7 separate regions of the Mus musculus genome follow, and all the other regions are linked to region 2. The links are chromatin contacts, called in public HiChIP or PLAC-seq and promoter capture Hi-C maps. All regions are on one chromosome and are shown on one strand. The core of a region is the stretch at or near the end of the contact, and the rest is flanking DNA. Distances in the headings are between cores, read along the strand shown.

Region 1 (3,037 bases), core at 193-2,692, 760 kb after region 2:
TGCCAGTGAGATCCTGTGCACATGTACATGCATGTGTGTGTGTGTGCTGTGTGTCAGGTTGTAGAATGTCTGTGCTTCTTCTTATTGGCCCCAGGGGGGCAGTGTGAGCCTGGATAAGGGTCATGGGAGGTCAGGGTGACAGAGAACAGAAGCTGAATACCTTAAGGTCAGTCACTACTGAACACCGGCAGAGTGAGAGCTGACCCTCTGCCCCCTGTCGCAGTCTAAGCTGGGAGAGCCAGCCAGCATCTTTGAAGAACCAGGCAGAAGGAGAGGGTGTGTGGCAGAGCAGCGCCGCAACCTGTATCTGTCACAACTTTGACTGGTGGCTTTAGCAGACCACTCCACTTCCCAGCCTCAGTTTCTCCTCGGTAAAGTACAGATGATGAAGATGCTTGTCACCTGACTCAAGCCTCACAGAGAGGCTGGGTGCTGATTGGTTTTTGCTGGTTGCTTTGTTCTTGGCTGCGGTCTGGTGGTCAGACACAAGACTTCCCCCAGGGTATCACTCTTAGCAGCCCAAAGAGGCAGCTGAAGAAGCTTATCATCTAGCACAGAGGGAGGGACAAGAGGGAGGGACAGAGAAAAGGAGAGGACTTCCAGTCCCCACTACAGGGACAGAGGCATGGATGAAATGGCTCAGCCAGCTTGTGGGATGTTGTTTCAGAATCACTTAGCATTTGAAGGTGCCTGTTTTCCAGGACGGGGTGCTTCAGAGAGCAGGAAATGTCAGAGCAGACATCTCATCATCCAAAGTCCTCTTGGATTCATAAGACTTCAGCTCTAGCTCAGCAGGGACAGAGCTCTTGAGTCCTGCTTGCTTGCCAATAGCTGCCCAGCTGCTGTGGGGTCCAGCCAAGCTGGTACCAAACATCTGCAGAATACCCCGTGCCGACGATCTTCCTAGACATCTGGTCGATAGGCTGTAGCCACCTCTTCCTCTCCCTGGAGCCATTGGTTGGTTGATCTCTGGATGTATCTCAGTTCCTCCGTTGTTCAGGTCTGTTTTCCAAGGACGGAGGGTGGCCTGCACCCGTGCAATGTCTGGACCTCTGTGTCTTCCCTGTGAACAGGAGCCGAAAGCCTGGACATCACATGGTTTCCAGCCTTCTCTGGAAGCTGAAGTTAGATGGGTGGGTCAAGGGGGCTCCGCTCCACCACTGCCAACCTCCCTCCACATGACCTCAGGCTAATTGATCCATTAGGGTCAGTCACTCTGGACCTAGGCAAGCCAGTCTCAGGCTCACTCACTGATCCTGGACTGTGGCAGCAGCAGCCAGCAGGCAGCTGGACAGCCTGGCCATACTCCAGAGGAGCAGAGCGGGTTAAAGTGTGCGCCCGGCCAGCCGCCAGCAGGCTGGGCGGGGGAGCAGCGGTGGGAAGTGTGAGTTCCTCCCCGTCTGCCTGACAGCTATAAAGGCAGCTGCGGCCACAGAGCAGCCACTGGGCTGAGAGCCCCTCCTGGGAACCCCCTCCCTTGAATGCTCTTTGAAGTGGGAGAGGGAGGCAGCTGGGGAAGCAGGACCAGAGACAGGCAGAGCCCGCACATCTCTGCACTCACCTTCCTGCACCGTGCACCTGGCAGTAGCTCTCACCCTTTTCTCTAAAAGGAGGACAACCTGCTGACCCTGGGTGAGGTAGGCCACTACATACTTGTCCCTGCTCATACTGTGGTCTTTGGGAGGTGTGAGATGTAGCTTATCCCAGACCAGCCAAGCTGTTCAGAATGGGGGCCGGGGGATGTCCCAGCCCCTGGTGAGGGTATTCAACCACAGAGAAAGGGGGGAACAACCTATGCCACACAGTGGCAGGGTGGTCCTGAGGCAACAACCTTGGTACTAGCAGTTGCTGTCTGGTCTGCAAAGCCATGCTGTGGTGGGCCTGTTGAAGGTTTTGGACCCTAGGGAGAGATGGATCCTGTTTGAGCTGGACTTGGCTGGAATCCAGCAGTGTCTGGGAGCCTTAATGAAAACCAAGTGTGAGGCTGACTGGGCACCTGTCTTTGGCAGCAGCAGGGACTGGGGAGCCATGGAGGCTAATGGGACTGTGTGAGATGGGGACTCTGTGCTGGAGTGAAAATAGGGACTCAGATGGAGACCTTCAGTGTCGGGGGTGGGTGGACGTAAGGGTGATGCTGACCAAGCTCCTGGACACCTGCAGGAGAAGGAGGGAGGGAGGGAGAAAAAAAGGGAGAGGGAGAAGGACAGAAGGACAGTAGGACAGTAGGACAGTTGGTATCAGGGCTTCGAGGGTGCTGACCATTTCCAGACTTTCTTCCCCTGGAATTGCTGGGTGCGACTGAGTCCCTAAGTTTGCTCTGTGGTGTGTGTGTGTGTGTGTGGTGGGGGAGGGGGCAGTAGGCTACCTTGTTGTGTGGCTTTGGGCAAGCTGCCTCTTTTTTCTGAAGCCCATTGTCTAACTCACCAGCAGATGACACCCACCTGGGACAAGCTACATTAGCTTCCTTTCTAGGACAGGGTTTAAATTGAGGTGCGCAGCAGCCATTCTGAGAGTTGGAGCAGCAAGGCTGGAAGCTCTCTTGATTTGATTCACCGTAACCCTTGGTGGGTGTTTGGGTTTGAGGGGCTGTTTTGTTGGAAGGGAATCAGGAGCCAGGTGCAGGCTGTACCTCCTTCTGCCCCTCCTCCATATCTCTGTTCTCTCAAGAGAGAAGGGCCCTGAGACAAAGTTTGGAGCTAAGACGAAAGGATGGAGACTTACCATCCAGAGACTACCCCACCCGGGGATCCATCCCATAATCAGCCACCAAACCCAGACAATATTGCATATGCCAGCAAAATTTTGCTGAAGGGACCCTGTTATAGCTGTCTTGTATGAGGCTATGCCAGTGCCTGGCAAATACAGAAGTGGATGCTCACAGTCATCTATAGGATGGAACACAGGGCCCCTAATGGAGAAGCTAGAGAAAGTACCCAAGGAGCTGAAGGGGTCTGCAACCCTATAGGTGGAACAACAATATGAACTAACCAGTACCCCGGAGCTCATGTCTCTAGCTGCATATGTAGCAGAAGATGGC
Region 2 (3,155 bases), core at 277-2,776:
TCCTCAGACAGCTTGCTTCAGAGCTGACTCGCAACCTGTGGCCCTCTTCCTGACTCAAGGAAGAAGCAAATTTGTCCCCAGTAGAATGTTGTGGGCCTAACAACAGAACCCTGTAACATCACATATGGGGCTCATTGGTTTGGTCCTTGGCAAAGCTGGGGGCCCGCAGGGGCTTGTATTGCTGCAGTATGTCTCTAAGGGCCTCCTAAAACCAAGGCCTGGGAATCTAAGCCCAGTCTGACACCAAGTGGGTCATAGCAGCCTCCATGTGTATGTTGTATCCTTTGAAGGCAACCAGGAAGCGCCTGCATTCCAGAGCCAGGGTCTGCTAGGGACCAGGCCCGAGACTTCAGCAAACGTGGGTGGTGCCTGGCCAGCCATAACACACACTCTGCCTTAGCCAAGAGAGAGCAAGCCCTGGCTCCTGTGGTCTTAGGGGGAGGTGTGGGGACAGCAGCAAGCTTGCGCCTCGCCCCAGGCACAGATGGTTCTCATTGCTCGCTCCTGCTCCTTCCTAGGAAAACAAACTAGCTCAGGGCCAACAGCCCAGTTTTATCTTGTGTTTGTTTTTGTTGCCATTTTTCTCCGCCTGAAGCCACTGTACTGTGGGCTGCGTCTGCAGGGTCTGTCTGGGGTGACCTTGGCATGGTGTCCCTCTTCAGACCAGGGTCCAGGGGTGCAGAAAAACTGCCAAGGACACTGCCATAGTCTGCACCCTGACATGTTCCTGTTCCACTGAGGGTCACAGCTACGTTTTCAAGAAGATTTAGAGTGGCCTGGAGAGAAGAGCAGAGACCTGGGTGAGTCCCAATGGAACTGGCTGTCCAGATGGTGCCCTGTGGCTGGCTGGGGGTTGGCTGAGGTGAAGGCTCCAAGGCTACTCAAGTTGGATGAAGAAAGATCACTCCGAGGTTCAGATCCTCAGGGTCCTGGGAGAACTCAGAGGAGGGTAGGCAGATGAATGAGCAACGGCCAGCCTCCCACGTGGGCTCCTGGTGTTCTTCCAGTATGTTTTCCAAACGCTTGCATTTCACAGATGAAATTCAACATGAAATCTGGTGGTGAAAGCCCTAGGAAGGTAGAGACTTGCCTAGGGCTGGACAGCATCCTCCCACCCTGACTCCATCTAGGAAGACCTGTTTTCTCCTTAGCCCCAGGAGCATCTGCATGGCCTGTACCCCACAAGAGGTGACAGGAAAGGAACAGGATGTGTGTGTGACAGCAAACTCTCGTGTGTGTGTGTGTGTGTGTGTGTGTGTGTGTGTGTGTGTGTGTGTGTAAGAAAAAGCACTAAACTCCAGGCTTAGCAGGGCTTCCCCCCCAAAGAAAAGGAAACACAGCATTGTCCACACTAGAGCAGGACTCTCCTTGCACTGGACCTCAAAGACAGAGCCCCGCCCACCCCACGGTAGGCGGGACCGCCGCAGTGGTGGCCGGTGGGCGCCTGCCCCTCCCCACCCTCCCTCCGCCTGGCGGCGGTGACATCACAGCTCTGGCGGGAGGGGCGGCGGCACCCCAGCACATCACTTCCTCGGCGTCTCCCGCGGACGCGCGGACAGGCGGACGGACGCGCGGACAGGCGGGCAGATCGGCAGGCGGACGGCCGCAGAGCGGGGCGGTGCTCCTGCTCGGCGCGTCCCCGACTCATGGCGAGCCCGGCCCCGCCCGTGGCCGAGGAGCTCCCGGGCCCGGCCTCCAGGCGCCTCTACTCCAGGTAGTTCAAGGACCGGGATGGGAACGGGGACCTGAGCGGCAGACGCGGGCGGGAGGCTGCCGGCCCAGAACAAAGGCTGCTGCGGCGACGCGCAACGTGGCCGGGGACGCGCCTCCCTGGATCTGCGTAGGGAGCGGTGGGGGCGCGGGGCCCAGGGCCCAAAGATCAGTTTCGCGGTAGAGGGGTTGGGACTGGGTTCTGCCTGCAACCCTGTCCTGATGCCAAAAGGGCTTACGGGGCGGGCACTCCACCACCCGGCTCTGCGGGACCCTGAGTAGCATGGATGCCAGTCTTCGTTATCTGGAGTTCTCTTCTCAAGCCTGACACTGCCGTGACCCGGTGTTGGTGTAGCATGGCCACGACCCAGGCTGTCATGATGGGGCCCTGCCTTCACTAGCTATCCCCAGCCCTAGGCCAGAAGGAGCTGGGCCTGAGCCAGGCAAGTGGGTGTGTGCTTCCCTACAAAGGCATTTGCCTTCCAGGCAGGTTCACAGGTGATCGAGCGGTCTGTGCTGTGTGCCCGCCCACTGGGAATGACAGGATAGTCCTGCCCCTGGCTCCATGCCTCCCTGGTGACTCCCTTTTGATGGATGAGGGTGTTCTCCGGTGAGATGCTGATCCCAGAAGTGGACCAGAGCTGTCAGTTCACTCTGGCTTCAGGTTGAGCTGGACCGGCCTGAGTTCTGGGCAGGGGCTGTCATCAGACCTAAAGGAAGGCCCAGCATCCTTCAGTTAGCTTCTGGCCCCCACCTCGTCTAGCCCTTCCCCATATCTGGGGTCTCCCTGTTAGGGGTCAACCCTGAAGAAATCTACTCAAGTGGGGTGGTTCATCAGCTAGCCAAGCTCTGCCTAGTACCCCCAAAGAGCAAAATGAGGGCTTGGTGCCTGGCGAACAGATCCTTGCCGTCCCGTTCTAATACAGTGTTCTAATGCTGCAGCTCAGAGACAGTGTCCCCATTGTGTGGTGTTGAAGATCATGCCTGAGCCCCACACCCTCCTCCAAGTTCTAGTGCAAGGGTAAGAGGTTTGCTAGCAGCTTCTTGGAGTCCCCTGGGAGCAGAGGCTCTGTGGGGTCACATTTAACTCAGGGCCAGCCACCCCTGTGAGAAGGAGGTGTCTACTAGGCAGACTGCAACGTGTGTGTGCATGTGCGTGTGCGTGTGTGTATGTATGTGTGTGCGAGTGCTCGCATGTAAGAGAGGGAGGTGGACATTCAGAGCACAGGTCTCAAAGCTGTGTCAGTTGCTCCCAGTTCCCCCTTGAGGTGACTCACTAGGTAGAACCCTAGCCCCTGTGTAGCTCTCACTGGTTAGGAACAGTATTCAGGATACTGGTTGAGGCCCTGTGCTCAGCTTGGCATCCCTCCAAGCTGAAACCCAAGCTGAGCTCAGAGGGTTGAGCTGGGACCAGATTTAAGCTGTGCAGCCAAGAGCCTTCCCAC
Region 3 (3,276 bases), core at 60-2,559, 890 kb before region 2:
TAAGGGACAACCTGTCTTCTCAGTCACCCCTGCTTTCCAGCCCCTTTTGTGCAGTCTGGCTAGAGCAGGGAGGCCTGATCTGGTAGTCACAATGGATGACTGTGGTAAATTTTCACAGTTGTGATGTCTCAGCATCATTTTGAATATAAACCTAACTTTCTCAGGTCAGAATTAGGGCTCTCTGACCTGTAGCAGTTTCCGGTTATGCACACCCAGCCCTTCACGTGGTGTGTCTAGCTCTTCATACCTGGTAAGCATTTCTGCTGCCCTGCCCGCTGGGCATCTGCCTCACCTGCATGGAAATCGCAGGTGGACTGCAGTGACCCCAGGCATATGCACCTTACGTGTTCTAAATTCAGTTAAAACTATGTAAGAAATGTGTTTGGATGATACCCTGGACCTCAAAACAGCTGTCTCCACCTGCAGAGAGAGAGAGAGAGAGAGAGAGAGAGAGAGAGAGAGAGTATTTTGGACAGGGTCTCATGTTGCGCAGGCTAGCTTTGAATTCTCTATATAACCAAGGATGACCTTGAATACTTCATCCCTTCTGCCTCTGCCTTTTTGATGCTGGGATTACACGTGCGTGGTTGCTCTCTATTATTTATTTTATTGAGATATGGTCTCTCTATGTAGACCAGTGTGGACTTGAACTCACAAAGATCTGCTTTTCTCTGCCTCCCTGAGCTGAGCGCTGGGTTAAAGGTAAATCTGCCATGACCTGCTGTTGCTCTGCATTTTGATAATCTAGGTAAACGCCATTTCATCAGCAGGTGGTGGCTCGTCTATGAGGAACACAGAATGCTTTTGTGAAGGTGGTCGAACTACCGCAGTCCCTCTCATCAGGCTCCTCTTTAAAATATCTAAGTCACATCGTGTTGTTGCACCTCAAGCCGCGATGGGATTCTCCTAACGGACCAATGTCTCTCCTCTAAATGAGTGACTGACCCTGCTTCCTGTCTCTACAAGTGAGGAGGGTCAATCTAATGGTGACCAAGCCTCCTTCAGTTTTCCAAACAGGACAGTAAACACCTTGGGTACCCCTCTGCGTAAATCTCTCAATTGGAGACTCATATTTGGAATCTCCTGGGAGAAGCATAGGGTACCTGCGTTCTCCCTAGACCTCGGAAAGGTGCGAGCCGGGATCTTGGTTTAGATGGGGGCTGTGAGGGATCTTGGAAACACTGCATTATGGGTCCAGTGAGCAGCGAGGCCTAGTGCTGTGCGCAGGTGCAGGCGGGCGCGGGCGCCCCCTGGCGGCTACCCGGGCGCAGAGACGCCTTTAAGTGGGGGCGACGGGCGCGGGCGCGACGAGTCTCTGTAGCTGCGGCCGCCGGGGCGGAGCCTGCGAGCAGCAGGTCCTGGACTCTCGAGCGCCCCGCCCCCGCGCGGGCGATGCCGAGCGGCGCGGCCGGCAGCGGGGCCCGGCGGGGCGCGCAGAGGACAGGGCCGCGGCGCTGAAGCGGCGGAGCGCGGCCCGGCCATGGGCTTCCTGCACCAGCTGCAGCTGCTGCTCTGGAAGAACGTGACGCTGAAGCGCCGGAGCCCGGTGAGCGAGCCGCGCCCGCCCTTAGGGGCTCGCAGGCCGCGCGCCCAATTTGCCGGTGCGCTCTCCGCGTGCACGTGCAGTGTCCAGGCGCGCGCAGACCCCGGGAGGGCGCCACCGGAGACCCTGTTCGGGGCCGGACGATTCCGCGGGCTTCCGGGCCTCCGGCAGTGGGTTCGGCTGTGCCCTGGTCCGCTGACACTCGCAGCGCACGGCTGAGTCACGGGCCGGCGCCCTCCGCAGCGCTTTCTGGCAGGCTGGGGTGGGGGCAGGTGGTCCCTGGACTTCAGCTAGAGCTAGGTGCAGGTTCCTGGTCCAGAGCGCTAGCTGGGACACACCATTCAGCTTAGGGACTCAGAGCCCTGGTCCCATCATCTCTGGGGCCCCCATAGGAACCTGTCTTTTCATTCCCTTTACTGGTACTCTGCCCTTGGGCAAGCACCTTAGGCTGAAGCTGGTACCAAACAGCCTTCGCCGCCGCTGCTACCGCCCTCCTCCTCTTCCTCCTCCTCCTCCTCTTCCTCCACCACTACCACCACCACCACCACCACCACCTTCTCCTCCCTTCATCTCCTTTCCTAACCCATCCTGGCAAGTCACAACCCTTACTCCTGCTTTCTCATCCCTGGGAATGTCCTTGTTGTGTGGACTCAACCTGTTAAATCCCAGCACCCTTTGGGGCCAGTTTCTCCTGAGGCTGCTCCTCTGATTTCTCCTGCCTTGGGCCTCTCTTGGGGCTGGGTTCTGCTGAGCTTCTTAGTACCTGTCTAGGCCAGGCAGGGTATAAAGAGTGTTGGGGTACGAGTCCTGTGTGAGGAGCAGGATGCCAGGCACGGATGGCGTTTGCAGTGTTGGTTTTCATCCCAGTCCCTGGAAGAGCAAGGGCATCCAGAGAGTCCTGGGCCAGCAAGAGTGTCCGAGGGCCCTTGGGATTTTCCAGGATGGAGACAAGAGAGTGCAGGACCTAAAAGAAGGGCCTTAACCAGCTCATACCCAGGGACCCCTTGGGCAGCAACACTCCACCTATGTTCTTTGAGTACTTTAGATTCATAATAAGAAACTCTGGTCTGTAGGCAGGGTGGGTAGCAGTCATCACCACAGCCTGGCAGAATTCCCGTGGGCACCTGGCCCTGGCTGATTGCCAGGACTGGGTACATTCTCTGTTCTGGTTGGCTGGTGTGGGGTCTGAAGGGGCAGCCCTGTGACTATAGCTTTTGAGTCCCTGGGAAGAAGGGACACAGAGTGTATGTAGGCATGCCTTAGTGCTAGCTAGCCCAAAGTTGCTTATCAGGAACACCCCTCAGGGCTTGGGAATAGAGGCCACAACATAGTTCCTGCCACAGCAAGTTGGGAGAAGAGTCCAGCTGTGTGACAGTCAGTTGGAGGTGCCCGTTGCCTTTTCCCTAGGACTGACCCCTGCCTGTTATGTGGATCTGTTGGGTTTTCCTGAATTCGCATGCTTCAACATTCCCAGAGACCAATTAGACCACAGAGGAGATCCATAACCTATGGCTGAGCTACCAGCAGTGGCTGTCTTCTTCCAGGAAGACAGTTTTTGCTGGTGTCAGGGGTGTGCCCATGCAAAGCTTGTGATCTGGAGGGGACCTCAGGACTTCTGCCCTGCTTGCTTCCTTCGCTCAAGTACTACCCTGCCTTGTTGTAGGGACATGGGTAGTACATGGGACATGGGTCCACCCTGGCACCCTTAGGAGGATCACCAGTATAGAGTAGTT
Region 4 (3,176 bases), core at 367-2,866, 740 kb before region 2:
TGGGGATAGCAGCTTCATGGAGGAACAATCAAGCCATAAATGGCTGCAATGCAGGGGCCCCCTTATCTGCACCTAGGGGGCTGAGTGTGCACCAGTAGTTCCCAGGGCCCCTGAAGCTGAGCAGGTCTGTCCGGTGCAATCCAAAGGTAAAGAAGGCAAGACACAAGTCAGGGACTAGTAGGCATATCAATGCTTTTAATTCCTATGGACCAGATTGGTCTGGCCTCTAAGGCCTGGCAGGTGCTATGCTGCCTAAGGTACAAAAGGAAAGCACAGGGCCAGCCCCTCAAAACAGAACACAGCAAGAGCAGAGACCTGACTTAGTCCGGGGGGTGGGGGGTGGGGCAGAGCTTCAGTAGCCATCGTCAGCCCAGGTGACCTCATAGTCAGGATACTTGGCTTTGATCTTCTCAGTTGAAACAGAGTGCTGGGCACGACCGTAACCCTAGAGAAAGGATGACCGCCAGTTTGCTAGTTTTTTGCTTTGGGAGCCCACCCAGAAGCCGCAGCAATAGCAGCCCTGGGGAAAGTTAGCAGATCCTACCATCCTAATCATACTGGGATCATGATGAGGACTGAAGAGCTCTTCAGGTGATGCCTGAGGGTCTAAGGTGGACTTTATGAAAAAGGATCAACATAGAACTGTGAATTTGACCCCAGTACTGGTGGCTCCAAGGGCCCCTAGAGAGTCAGGACACAGACCCATCAGGATCTGGAGCAAGTCGGGGATGTAGCCCAAGGTGTCATTTGGAAAACGTGGGGAAAGGAAAACCCATTCAGCCCTTAAGTAAGGGTTCTGTAGCTCCAACTTTCAGAGTCCCAAAGGTGGCCTGAATGGTGGTGTGAGGGGTGGGGTGGGGTGGGGTGGGGGTGGGGTCAGGCTCACAAAGGTGAGCTTTGCAGTCTGGCTGAGACCTGGGGACTGGAGCTCACCATAGAGTAGCCATACACGTGTATCTTCCTGTCCTGGCTCTGATGGGAGATGCGCCCGCCGCCTAGGCACTCACAGTCATAGCCATTCCTTTGCAGCTCGCCTGACACTTTGTCATAGATGTCCGCTGGGGTGGGGAGAGTGGCCTCAGGATATGCCCTAGCCGCCCTTGTTGGCCCCACACTGAACTCTAGGGCTGGATATGGGGTCAGAAGCTCCAGCTCTTGGTGGTCTTTTTCCCAGAGAAGATGAGCCCTTCCCCCGCTGGCAAAAAGATGAACGGGAGGAAGAAGACACTTTCGAAGTGAGAGACGGGATTAAGAAGATCCCAGTCATGGCACTCCTTTCTGCCCAAATCCCGACGTTTCTAGGTCAGCCTAGCTATGTGTTAGTACAAGTCATGATATATTAGCAGTCACTACTCCGCTACCAGCAACTGTAAGGCCCCGCCCCTAACCTTCGTCCCGCCTCCAAGGGCACAGAGGCCCCGCCCTCACCGTGGTACTCAGCCCATTTGTAGCCACGCACGATTTCCTTGCACTCCTTCGCCGGATCCCCAGAAGGCTCTGCTAAGTGGACTCGAATCAGCACATACTTGAAGACGCCATCCGAATCAATGTCTACATCAGGAATCTGACCGAGGTCCGCCGCCATGTTCCCCGAAGCGCTCGATCTCTGGGCCCCACAGCCCCTTACCAAACCCGACCCAGGCCTATGCGTAGGGAGGCGGGCCCTTTGGCAGCCACGGCCAATCCCGTGAGGGAATGCTTACCTAGCCCAGAGCCTCAGCCAGTTGTACCTCCAATCTGAGGCACGGACTGGCCAATTGCAACCCAGTTCTTTGCAGCTTTGGGATCGGGCTCATGAGTCCCAGTTAAAGGAGCCGAGGCATAGGTTAACCCGTGGTGCTGTAAATCAACCCGCTGCAGGGCAGCAAAAGGATGCAAGGACGCACTCCGGTTCCACTCCTGGGTCCTAAGGCTTCAATCCGTAAACCATAAATCCGAAGTCCTCTCTTCCCCAACACCTGTAAACCGGAGGATCTCTCTCCGGTCTCTCCAAATTCAAGTACTCCCCTGCATACTCCACTTCACACCCTCGGGCCTCCCCTTCCACAATACTCCGGTTGCGGGTTGTTAAGCTCCTACTCCCGGAAGCTTTGACGCAATGCTCCCCCCCCCCCCCCCCCCCCCGGCCACGACGACGACCACCACCACCACCACTACCGAGTTATTAGCAGCAGCTACATTCAAGTTCTATTTTACTTGGTTCGAAAGCACTTGCCCTTCTCGTCAGAGGCGTTCTTGCCAGTCTGCCGCAGGAGGGACTGTGGAGCCCCTGGGGAGGGCGGCAGGCGGCGGGGCAGCAAGTGTTGCAAGAGCGGCATCCGGGCATGTGCTAAGACAGGGGCCAAGGAGAGAGAGCTGGAGTGTCCCGGGGACATCCAGTCGAGGGTAGCTGGCGCGTGTGCACACCCTCGTGCATAGGTGTGTGTCCCAGGTTCTTGCAATTGAACTTTCAGAGCTCCTAAGGGCTTGGGGCTTCTTCTTCTCCCAAGATTCTTGGAGAATCTGGTCGCAAGCCCTCTCTGGGTCACACCCTCCACAAAGTCCTGGGCTCAGATCCAGGTACGGGGTCAGGCAAGGGGCTTAGGGAAGCCTAGACCTCTCCACAACACGTCAGGCTTTGGCTTCTCTCTCAGCTTGGAGTGCAGCCAGGGCACTTTTGCACACAGGATTGGATTCGGGGCAGGCCTCGGCACCGACTCCTTAACCGTACCCACACTTGGTGGCTCACTACTAAGCACCTTTCCTAGTCCAGTTCCTAATTAGGGACAGCCCTGTTCCTTACTCATTCCCAAGTCATTCCGTGGTAGGAGCTGCTCTCAGTAGGGTTGTCTGCTAATTCGTCAGCACACGCTTCCCACCTCTCCATCTTCTCTGGAAGGCAGATTTTTAAGGCCATCTTGTTGGGTAGGTGTTGGGAGCTCAAATCCTTACCCAGATCTTAACTCTGGTTGGGTCGCCGCCCACACTGCTTCCCCTGCTCAGGCTTCCATCTGGCAGGGTGGATTGTACCTTGGCCTTAACCTGAAAATTCCCCAGTATTCCAACTTGTCTACAAGTGCCCAGACTAAGGTGAGAGTATTGAAGGACAGGCGGCACTGGTACGTGTACAGTGCTGGCTACGCCCATTGCCTCAACCTCATAGGGGTGCACAGGGAGTAGCCCTCTGAGCCTGATAC
Region 5 (3,087 bases), core at 105-2,604, 760 kb before region 2:
ATCAATGCCGCTGGAGTTAGAGTTACATCCTGCTGTTCTCAGGTTCTCTGCAAGAGCAGCAAATGCTCTTAGCCACTATGCCTCTATAATCATTTTGTTTTCCTCCCCAAGCAGGGTTCCATGTAGTCCTGGAAGGTCTCAAACTTGCTTTGTAGCTAAAGATAACCTTGACCTTCTGATCCTCATATCTCCACCTGGCAAATACGGGTGTTGCAGAAGTAATTTACATTATTATTATTATTAATTTAATGTATATGAGTACACGGTAGCTGTCTTCAGACACATCAGAAGAAGGCATAGTATTCAAATACAGATGTCAAGAACCACTATGTGGTTGCTGGGACCTCAGGATCTCTGGAAGAGCAGTTCCTGGAGAGAGAGCATCTCTCCAGGCTCCTTTTTTTGGTGTGTGTGTATTTTTGTATTTATAGGGTGTTTTTGTTTGTTTTTTGAGACAGTTTCTCTATGTAGCCTTGGCTGTCCCGGAGCTCGTTTGGTAGACTAGGCTGACCTCGTACCCAAAGATTCTTCTGCCTCGGCCTTCCGAATGCTGGGATTAAAGACCACCACCTCGAGGCTGAGTTGCTTATTTTTAAAGTAATTTTGTTTCTATGTATTCCAAAGAAGCCATCAATGGTTCACATGTTTCTGGCCCCACAAAATTTGCCAGCTGCTGTTTCTCTCCCAGAGAGCACCTCCAAAGGAACTTCGAAGTACTGGTATAATGCCAAGCTACAAGCACAAGAGAACCTGGATTCTATCCTGGGATCTCCTAAGGCGTGGCCTGGAAGACAGGTGTATACCCACTGGTGTGGGGGACGCTGGCCCAGGTTCTCCAGAAGTAAGGTGGTGGAGACCGGCTGGGATCAGTAGGATCCCACTTGTACGGCACCTGTGCTAGCATGGCGTGTGTGTAGGTCTCCAGGGCCCCCTTCTCCGTGCCTCACTCCCCTCGCAGATACCTGTGTTCCCTCTCCGCCCCAGCTCTCTTCCGGGTCCCCACTCTTTTTACTAAGGTTCTTCTCTCTTCTGCACTTTTTTTCTCGGGATCCTCCACTCTCTTCTTCGGTCCTCCCGTCTGCTCTCCATGTCCTCTCCGCTCTTCTCTCCTTTAGGGTCCCTCACTCTCCGCTCCCTTCGATCCCCACACAATTCCCACCCCTGGCGCTCCGCCCTGCGCAGCCACAGGGACACGGGACTGGAACCGTGGCGGCGATCAGGCGTCGCCCTCCACGCGCCGCCCGCGGGCAGCCCCCGCGGGTCCCTAGACTAGCCGGGTGCGGATTGGCCGCAGAGCTCGGGAAGTGCGGGCTCCTGGAACCACCGACCAATGGGAACCAGGGGCGGGACCGAGGCGCTGGCGCCGGAAGCGGGGAGGCGACGAAGGGACGTCGCGTCGCCGCGCCGGGTCTCGAGCAGCTGCCAGAGCCGCCGGACGGATCGCTGCCCCCGCCGCGCCATGGCCGAGAGTGACTGGGACACCGTGACGGTGCTGCGCAAGAAGGGCCCCACGGCCGCACAGGCCAAGTCTAAGCAGGTGCTCAGCCAGCGGGGGGCGGCGGGAAGCTGCCGGGCCGCACGGCGCTCTGCGGTCGCTGGGCCGAGCCGGGGAATCCGGCAGTGGGTGGGGACCCGAACGGATCTTTCGAGGGTGGAGACCTTGGGGGACAACAGGTACTCCTTGGAGATGGAGTACGGGAAAAGACTGGGGTAGAGGGCAGCTGACCTGCGCGAGGCTGGGGCAAAGGTCGGAGCAGGGGGATGGGAATGTGGCCTGGGCTCTGGACTGGGACAGGCCTGGGTGAGGACCTGGATGGAGATGAAAACAGGATTGAGAACAGGTGCAAGTGTGGGTCAGAGAACCTGGCTGGTCACTAAATGTGGGGTGGGCAACGTGGGCATTAGGCGCAGGAAACTTGGGAACCAGGGTAGGGGCAGTCCTGCTGAAGGTTTTGCCCTTACCTGGTATCAGCCTGTGCTGGCATCACTGGTGGCTTCCTGCCCATGATGCCCACCCAGGCGATGTCAGCCTATAAAGAGGGCTGTGTGAGACATTGGTCTGATGTCCTCTCCATAGGTGAACTCTGTGTCCCTGAGCCCTGGATGCTGTGGTTCCCTAAGTGGTACTGACCAGAGCTGGAGTTATTTGCCATAGTTGAAGCCAAGTCCACAGTCCTCTTTTCAGGAGAACTTGGAATCATCCTTAAGTGTGTAGAAAGTCTGAGCATATTACACAGAGACGCTCACATGCCACTCCTCTGAAGCAGGATGTTAATACTCAGTTACTGTGGCCCAGGCATCATCGTTAGTGGTCCTACTTCCCAGGGAGACTACTGAGACTACTGTGGGGTGTGTCATTTCTCATTAGGAACCGTACTGGCCGAAGAAGCCAGGGCAGCATTCCACACCTTTCTGCTTTATAGCAGAGTTTGGAAGAAAACTAGCTCTGTTTCCAATAAAGAACCTGGTCGCCTGTACTGTGTGTGCGCATGCACGTGCTCTGATATTGATTTCTGGGTCTAGTGTATCTAGCACTAAGAAGGCTTGAATCAGCCTTCTGAGGGCTAGGATCACAGTCCTGTGCCACCATACCCAGCTCACACCTGTCTTAGTGTAAAAGTGAGTTGGTTCTTTTAGCAGTAGTTCAATGCATGTTATCTAGATATGTGTGTACAGTGTACCCCTGTTTCTTTGGGGACACATTCTGAGGCTGCTCAGTAGATGCCTGAAACTGAGTTGTGCTGGATCCTGTATGTAGTGTGTGTTCTCCTACTCATATATACCCACCCATGAAGAAGTTTATAGATTAGGCACAGTAAGAAATAGTAATAAGGGTTGGAGAGTTGGCTCTGTGGTGAAGAATACTTGCTGTTCTTACAGACCCAAGGTCAGGTACCAGCATCAACATGGCAGTTCACACCTGCCAGTAACTCCAGGTCTGGTGGACCCCAACACCCGCTTCTGGCTCTATGGGCGCTGTATGCAGACAAATACTCATGTAAGCCAGTCATAAGTAATGGTTGAAAAGAACAGCTGTAACAGTACACTGTAATAGGAGTTGTGCCAGTGTGGTTTCCTGGGGTCCTA
Region 6 (3,104 bases), core at 331-2,830, 950 kb before region 2:
TGAAAGCCTGGGACTCACCTTAGCACCACAGTCTGCTCCCTGAAGCACACAGAAGCCAATGAAGACTGGGTCAGCCAGCCGCACCAAGATGTTGTCTACGCAGTACACATGCACAAACTCCACACCCCGCTGCTTCATGTCCTCCAGGATCTGGTGGTCAGCCAGTGCACAGTACAAACCCCCGTTGCCATCTATAAAGGAGAAAGGAGTAGGATACCCATGGACTGTGGCCTGATCTCCTGCTCAGTTTAGTAAGTGCTGCAGGTGCACAAACCAAGAGCCTGTGACTCCAGACTGGCCAGAGCCACATGCCCAGGGCCACATAGCCTGCCTGAGTACATCTTACCTGGGAGTCAGGCCTCCTGATCCACAGCTGTACTCTGTGGCCCAGGTGGGGCAACCTGTTCCTATCCAAGGTGTGGGCCATACCTGGGGCCATGGCAACTTTGTCTTTCCGTTCCAGGATGGCCTTGCCCTCAAAGGTCACAGCAGGTAGCATGCGCTGCTCGAACAGCACTACGTTAGTGGGGTCCAGGTGGAAGAAGTCATGCTCCTTGAAGAACTTGATTGTGGGTCCCAGGGTAAACTCACTGGTCATGATGTACCTGTAAATGTCCTAGCAGTGAGCTGCTTCCAGGGGAGTCCAGCTCAATCTGGCAAGTCTAGAAGGGGTTCAGTAATGGCAAGTACTGGGCTCTGTCTAGGGCCGTGCTAAGATTGGGTCTAAGGTCTTGGTGTGGGGTAGGCCTGGGTCAATTTAGGGGTGGTCTTTTTGGGAGGCTGGCATGGAGGACACACCAGGGCACAGTGCAGTGGGTCCCCTGTCGCTGGTCAGCCAACTGTTGGACACGCCGGATCCGCTCTGCTTGCAGTTGATACAGGGTCTTCTGGCTGGGCAGCCCAACTTGATACATGCCCTTTGGGTATGTGACGCCCAGGCGAGTGCCCTGCCCACCCGCCAGCAGCAGGACAGCTACCTTGTTCAGAGAAATCTGTCGGAAACCTGGAGGAGAGGTGCATCGTGAGATAAGGCCTCTTTCACTTTGGAGAACCACAAGTGAGCACGACTTCGGGGGTTACTAGGCACAGGAGGAAGAAGTTGCAAGGCAAATAACTCTCCGCTGCACTTCCCGAGTCCGTGTCCTCCACTCCGCCCCCACTACCCCCACCGCCCATAGGCTCTAACTCTTCCGGCCTCAACGGGCCGGACCTGCCCAACCCCAGCCTGGCACGGCGCTGCCTACCTTCCTCTTCCCACCGCAGGCGTGTCTCTTGGTCACAGCGGATCGCGCTGCCCACGCGTTCTGGGGGCAGGGGCTGCAGGCGCGCAGCCAGGTCCGGCAGAGGACCCGGAGCTAGCGCGCCCGCAGCTGCGGCGCGCTGGCAGTGCTCACGCAGCGCGTCGGCCTCCAATGAGGCGAGCTCCGCTAGCAGTGCGGCTCGGGCTTCCGGAGCCAGGTCGGCATAGAAGCGCAGGAGATGGTCCTGGCCCGCACGCTGCAGCTGTGCGCGTACATCCCTCTCCGAGTCCATACTGCAACTGCAGCGGCCGCCTCAGCCTGTACTCGTGACTTTCTGACCAATGTCACGAGACCAGGCCGGGGGCTGAGATCCCAGGGGGGCGGGCCCAGGGTGCGGCACCTCCACCCAGGACCCCGCCCCTTTTTCCTCTTGGGCTGCTGTTCTGTCTTCTTTGGCTTCTCCCATCTTTAACCCTTTTAATACAGTTTCCCCTGCGCGTTTCCGGACTTGAATCCTAGGATCTGGCCTCCCAGCATTCAAGGTGTACGGTCCAGAGCAGGCCTTCCTAGTACCCCAAGGTCTAGTCATTTCTCTCCTAAGTAATTCCCACCACGTGAATAAAACTGTTCTGTCTGGGCTGGTGAGATGGCTCAGTGGGTAAGAGCACCTGACTGCTCTTCCGAAGGTCCAGAGTTCAAATCCCAGCAACCACATGGTGGCTCACAACCATCCGTAACGAGATCTGATTCCCTCTTCTGGAGTGTCTGAAGACAGCTACAGTGTACTTACATATAAATAAATAAATAAATCTTTAAAAAAAAAAAAAAAAAAAAAAACTGTTCTGTCCTTGCCCCGGGGAAGAAAGAAGTCTGAGGTATCTGCACTGGGCTGACCAGACATAACCCAGCCTCCTCCCTGTCCACAGCCAGAAGGGTTGTCTGCAGCAGACTTGTTGCAGAGCCATTGTTTGTGGCATGAATTCCGGAGTAATGGCACTTACGCTTTGAAGTAGCCTTAGCGTAACTTAGTCCCAAGACATACCTGACAAACCAGGAAGTCTCGAATGGCTGAGAATTGCTTAGATGATGGTTCCTTCAGACAACCCCTAGATCAGATAAAAAAGGTTTTGGTGTGTGGAAATTGACTTGCTAAAAGTGCCTTTTGTGAAACTGGGAAAAGTTACTTCTGGAAAAAGTGCTTCTGGGAAGCAGCTAGCCTCCAATCCCCGATAGGCTGATGACTGTCATGTGTCAGTGTCTCTCTTTCTTCTGACTAATCCTCTGAGCAACCCAGAAGCAAGACAGCGGCCTGGGAGCCTCTCTCCTTAGAAGCTGAGCCTGAGAGGAGTCGGCTTGACCCTGTAAGCATTCACCTAGAACCCCCACTGCTAGCCTGGGGGCAGCAGGCAGACCCAGGCTAGCTTCAACCTGCACCCACCTCCCCTCACCTGCCTACCTTTAGGAACTCAGTTGTTCCAGACTGGCTCTGCATCCCCTTACTGCTTTAGTTTGCTTTTTCATAAAACCTCTTGTTTCTTTTTGTTGTTGTTGTTTTGTGTGTGTTGTTTTTTATTTTTGAGATGAGATTTCTCTGTGTAGTCCTGGCTGTCCTGAAACTCATTCTGTAGACCAGATGGGCCTCAAACTCAGAGATCTGCCTGCCTCTGCCTCCTAGTGTTGGGATTAAAGGTGAGCACCATCATCACCTGGTATAGATAAAACCTCTTGTAAAAAGTATAAAAGCAGGGCTAGAAAGACGGTTTAGTGGTTAAGAGCACTGCCTACCCTTCCTCACAACCATCTGTAATGGGATTCAATGTCCTCTTCTGGTGTGTCTGAAGTGTATTTACACATAAAATAAGT
Region 7 (3,390 bases), core at 48-2,547, 810 kb before region 2:
CTGATAGTCAGTCTCAGCAACCACCATATGCACTGGTCCACGGGCCCGTGAGACTGCGGCAGAACCACAACAGCACATCAGTCCTTTCCCCTCTGCCTCCAGCCCAGAGCCCTCTCCCTTGATGCCCCTGCCTCACCTTGGAACAAGAAGCGGCCAGGGACCCCTGTGTTCTCAAAGAGTTGGCGTACCTGCCAACATATCCCATCTCTGGGGAGGGGAAGAAGGTATGTCATAAGAGGAGGCACCCAGACTCTAGGAACCCCAACCCAGGAGAGGCCATATGGGATAGCTATCTAGGCCACAGAAGAGCTAGAGATGAGGTTTAGAGTCAGGAGGGCAGAGTAAGATGGGCTCAGGGGCTGGGATGAAGTCCTGCTGGGACTCACAGCTTTCGGAAGGTGCTGACAGCCATAGCTGCACCCTGGGGAGCTGCGTGCAATGTGGTGGCCTCAGCTCGGTGTCCCTGCTCCTGAAGAAAGCGGCACGAAGAGCCCACAGCCACCAGGAGCCATGTCCCTGCAAACTGGAAGTTGACTATGAGTGCTCAGGACTGGGGAAATGGGGCACCCTGGACCAATCCCGCCAAGCTAGGCAGGTTCTTATTGCTCTTTTACCTACCCCCACTCACTCCCAGATTTTACCTTCTGAGCACTGAAATTGACCTGGGCCTGGATAGTGCTGATGGGGGAGGTAGACCCAATAGGCTTTCGAGTCCTTTGGCCCAGCGAACTGGCTGTCAAGAGCAGGGTGAAGAACAACACAGCCCCTGGAGACAGCATGGCCAACCTGCTACGGACAGTAGGTGACAGGACAGCGAGGTGGAGGGGTGCACTGTCCTAGGTCAGAGTCCACTGTCCAGTGCCACAGGAAGCACAGTCCAGGAAGTCCACATCTGTCTTCCGATTACTGAACCCCTAACCCAAGCCAGGGTCCATCCTAGAACCTAGCCTTGATAGGAGCTGGGCATTGTGTCCCAAGTGCAAAGTTAAGAGTTGACCTCTGCACCCCTATTTCCACTTGTGGTCAGTGCTCAACCCTATGCATGCAATAACTGTCTTTAACTCCACAACCAACAAGAACGTGCTCATAAAGTCACTTGTTCAAAGCCCAGCAGCAGAGAGAGCAGAGGCAGAGTCTCGAACCGGCCCAGCTGAGCCTGGCTCAATCCTCCGTCCTTTAGGGTAGCCAGGAGTGAGTACTGTTCTGTGAGTCAGAACGCTCGGAAAGTAAGAGTTTGCGCAGGCGCATAAGAAACGCTGGCTGCTAGTCGGAGCCTGAGGCGCAGGCGCAAGACGGGGAAGGGGGGGGGGGGGGAACGGTCCATCGATGCCTCGGGGCTCTCAGCGTCGAGCCTGGCGCCTCCATAAAGACGTGGAGGTGGAGACTAGAGCGGCGGCGGAAGCCGGGCGCAGCGCAGCGGGCAGAGGCACCGCGGTGAGTCCCGGCTTTGGCCCCGCCGTGCTCACTCACCTGTGTCATCTGCCCTGTCCCCAGTCACCAGCCTTGTGCCCCATTACTCCCAGTCCTGCATTCACCAGCCTTCTGCCACCTTCGGTGTCCCTTGTCCCCGATCGTGGCCTTCGTTTATTTTCTCGGGCCTGGTCCCGGTCATGGGCCTCGCTCTGCCTTGTCCTACTTTAACTGGCTTTTGTCACCTTCACGGGCTTTGTTCACTGTCACCATATTTTTTTCCTGCAATGTCTACACTTGTACAGCCTTTGGTGGCCTTATCTGGCCAGTGATGGCCTTGGCAGGTTGACGTCGTCCCAATCCACCCTCCGGTGTTCAGTGGGTGAATGAAGGAGCTGCTGCCCACTCTAGCTAAGCAGCAAAGCGTGGTCCCTGATGTCTCCTCTGACATTCAGAAACCCCAATCACTCTTAACCACCCTCCTGGCCAGGCTGTCTCCTGAGTCCAGAACGACATATGCCACTGGCTAGCAGGAACCCCTTCTCAGAAGAAAGTCAGCCTTGGCCTGAAGTCCTATAGCAGCAAGGTCAAAGACAGGGTGGGCTGCTAAACCTTGGACCTGCCAGTTTGAGCAGCCCAGACCTGTTTGCTTGTCTTGTGCTCACCTGCCTCCCTGTGCCCTGTAGCATTGGGGAAGGCATCAAAGGCCCCCACCTGGAAAGTGGGGCTGCCCCCCACTTCGCAGGTTCTACCTGGCCTAGTAGTACTCAGGGGCTTGCTGTCTGGTCCAGCAAGTCCTTTGGTGTCCTGGAGAATGTAAGGTGGTGCAACGTTACTGCCTGGGTCCTTCAAGAAGTGTTGGGTCTGTGGTGGGGCAGTGCTACTTGTACACACAAAGAGAGATGCACACATCCCTCCCCTCCCCCCGCACATGCTCAGTGCAGTGGAATTCTCCGGTGGGCAGTTGGTGGGGCTAGCTAGGACTGCCATGTCTGGAACCCCAGACTATCAGTCTCTCCCTGGGGTTGGCGATGAGGAGGCTTGGGTTCAGAGCCGCCACTGGTGGGTTTCAGGACCGTCTGGGCAGAATGTCACGATGGATGAGGGGGGCCTGCCCCTGCTCCCCGACAGCCTTGTCTACCAGATCTTCCTGAGTTTGGGCCCTGCAGATGTGCTGGCTGCTGGGCTGGTATGCCGCCAATGGCAGGCTGTGTCCCGGGATGAGTTCTTATGGAAGGAGCAATTCTACCGCTACTACCAGGTGGCTCGAGATGTGCCCCGCCACCCAGGTCAGTACACACACCCCTAAACCTGCTGGCTCAGGGCAGGGGCTCATGGCCCAAGGACACACGGGCCATATTGGGGAAGAGGGAGTCTCTGTGAGCAGAAGGGTGCCCCCTGTGGCTGAGACCTAATTAGTGAGTCGTGAGTTCCAGAGTCCCTACAAAACATCTCCCAGTAGCCATGCTGTCTGTCGGCTCTCAATCTTGACTAGTGAGGGAGCCTTGCATGCAGGAGTGACACTATATTGCCCACAGCGGCCACATCCTGGTATGAGGAGTTCCGGCGGCTCTATGACATGGTACCCTGTGTGGAGGTGCAGACACTGAAGGAGCACACTGACCAGGTCCTGCACCTCAGCTTCTCCCACTCGGGGTACCAGTTTGCCTCCTGCTCCAAGGACTGCACGGTGAAGGTGAGGGTGCCTCTCCCATGCAGCAGAACTCAGTGGGAAGAGAAGCCAATGGTGAGAGAAGCAGAGAGGGCCACATAGTGCCTGGAGGCCTGCTCTGGACCACACAAGACCCAAAGCTTAGAACAGCTCTAATCTCTAGCTCCCAGGGTCAGCCCTCTACATTGGTACGATGTCATAAGAGTGGGTGGTAAAGACCTAGGCCAAGGTTCTTGCCCCATGAGGACCCAGAACCCTCAATGGAGAAGAGTCAGGATTTGCTGTGCTGCCAGAGTGAACTGGCCTGG

Evidence for each region. Promoter capture Hi-C pulls out the DNA fragments that hold promoters and counts their contacts. HiChIP or PLAC-seq counts read pairs in DNA pulled down with a chosen protein or histone mark. Capture Hi-C pulls out chosen DNA fragments and counts their contacts.
Region 1: a promoter capture Hi-C map of pre-B cells shows a contact between it and region 2, with 2.7 times the contacts expected there. The contact joins the promoter of Adamtsl2 here to the promoter of Gpsm1 in region 2. A contact is called at or near these places in 3 of 39 promoter capture datasets (liver and pre-B cells).
Region 3: a FOXA1 HiChIP or PLAC-seq map of pancreatic cancer cells shows a contact between it and region 2. The contact joins the promoter of Abca2 here to the promoter of Gpsm1 in region 2.
Region 4: a contact with region 2 is called in a promoter capture Hi-C map of pancreatic islet. The contact joins the promoter of Phpt1 here to the promoter of Gpsm1 in region 2. A contact is called at or near these places in 2 of 39 promoter capture datasets (cranial neural crest and second pharyngeal arch cranial neural crest), 1 of 115 datasets of contacts at active chromatin or transcription factors (astrocytes) and 3 of 9 other capture datasets (adipose tissue, liver and pancreatic islet).
Region 5: an HNF4G HiChIP or PLAC-seq map of pancreatic cancer cells shows a contact between it and region 2. The contact joins the promoter of Edf1 here to the promoter of Gpsm1 in region 2. A contact is called at or near these places in 1 of 39 promoter capture datasets (hippocampal neurons) and 2 of 115 datasets of contacts at active chromatin or transcription factors (microglia and pancreatic cancer cells).
Region 6: a contact with region 2 is called in a FOXA1 HiChIP or PLAC-seq map of pancreatic cancer cells. The contact joins the promoter of Uap1l1 here to the promoter of Gpsm1 in region 2. A contact is called at or near these places in 1 of 39 promoter capture datasets (embryonic stem cells) and 2 of 115 datasets of contacts at active chromatin or transcription factors (bone marrow-derived macrophages and pancreatic cancer cells).
Region 7: a promoter capture Hi-C map of hippocampal neurons shows a contact between it and region 2, with 4 times the contacts expected there. The contact joins the promoter of Fbxw5 here to the promoter of Gpsm1 in region 2. A contact is called at or near these places in 1 of 39 promoter capture datasets (hippocampal neurons) and 1 of 115 datasets of contacts at active chromatin or transcription factors (pancreatic cancer cells).

What each region holds. Positions count from the first base shown.
Region 1 is chr2:27,077,937-27,080,973 of GRCm38.p6, forward strand. Adamtsl2 (ADAMTS-like 2) reads left to right here and starts at 1,443. Exons shown (of 19, transcript NM_029981.2): 1 at 1,443-1,637.
Region 2 is chr2:26,314,007-26,317,161 of GRCm38.p6, forward strand. It overlaps Gpsm1 (G-protein signalling modulator 1 (AGS3-like, C. elegans)), which reads left to right and starts at 1,527. Exons shown (of 14, transcript NM_153410.5): 1 at 1,527-1,714. The coding sequence starts at 1,647. It overlaps Gm52505 (a long non-coding RNA gene), which reads right to left. Exons shown (of 2, transcript XR_003953775.1): 2 at 1,343-2,420.
Region 3 is chr2:25,427,290-25,430,565 of GRCm38.p6, forward strand. It overlaps Abca2 (ATP-binding cassette, sub-family A (ABC1), member 2), which reads left to right and starts at 1,310. Exons shown (of 49, transcript NM_001368624.1): 1 at 1,310-1,546. The coding sequence starts at 1,481.
Region 4 is chr2:25,573,255-25,576,430 of GRCm38.p6, forward strand. It overlaps Phpt1 (phosphohistidine phosphatase 1), which reads right to left and starts at 1,617. Exons shown (of 3, transcript NM_029293.2): 1 at 1,429-1,617; 2 at 934-1,058; 3 at 177-445. The coding sequence starts at 1,585. The coding sequence ends at 353. Ajm1 (apical junction component 1) reads right to left here. Exons shown (of 1, transcript NM_001005424.2): 1 at 2,162-3,176.
Region 5 is chr2:25,556,493-25,559,579 of GRCm38.p6, forward strand. Edf1 (endothelial differentiation-related factor 1) reads left to right here and starts at 1,355. Exons shown (of 5, transcript NM_021519.2): 1 at 1,355-1,537. The coding sequence starts at 1,460. It overlaps Gm35476 (a long non-coding RNA gene), which reads right to left and starts at 1,036. Exons shown (of 4, transcript XR_866044.3): 1 at 963-1,036.
Region 6 is chr2:25,364,083-25,367,186 of GRCm38.p6, forward strand. Uap1l1 (UDP-N-acteylglucosamine pyrophosphorylase 1-like 1) reads right to left here and starts at 1,581. Exons shown (of 9, transcript NM_001033293.3): 1 at 1,245-1,581; 2 at 799-1,003; 3 at 430-605; 4 at 19-191. The coding sequence starts at 1,533.
Region 7 is chr2:25,499,453-25,502,842 of GRCm38.p6, forward strand. Fbxw5 (F-box and WD-40 domain protein 5) reads left to right here and starts at 1,298. Exons shown (of 9, transcript NM_013908.5): 1 at 1,298-1,434; 2 at 2,484-2,699; 3 at 2,949-3,106. The coding sequence starts at 2,507. It overlaps C8g (complement component 8, gamma polypeptide), which reads right to left and starts at 1,054. Exons shown (of 7, transcript NM_027062.2): 1 at 642-1,054; 2 at 387-523; 3 at 137-207; 4 at 1-53. The coding sequence starts at 779.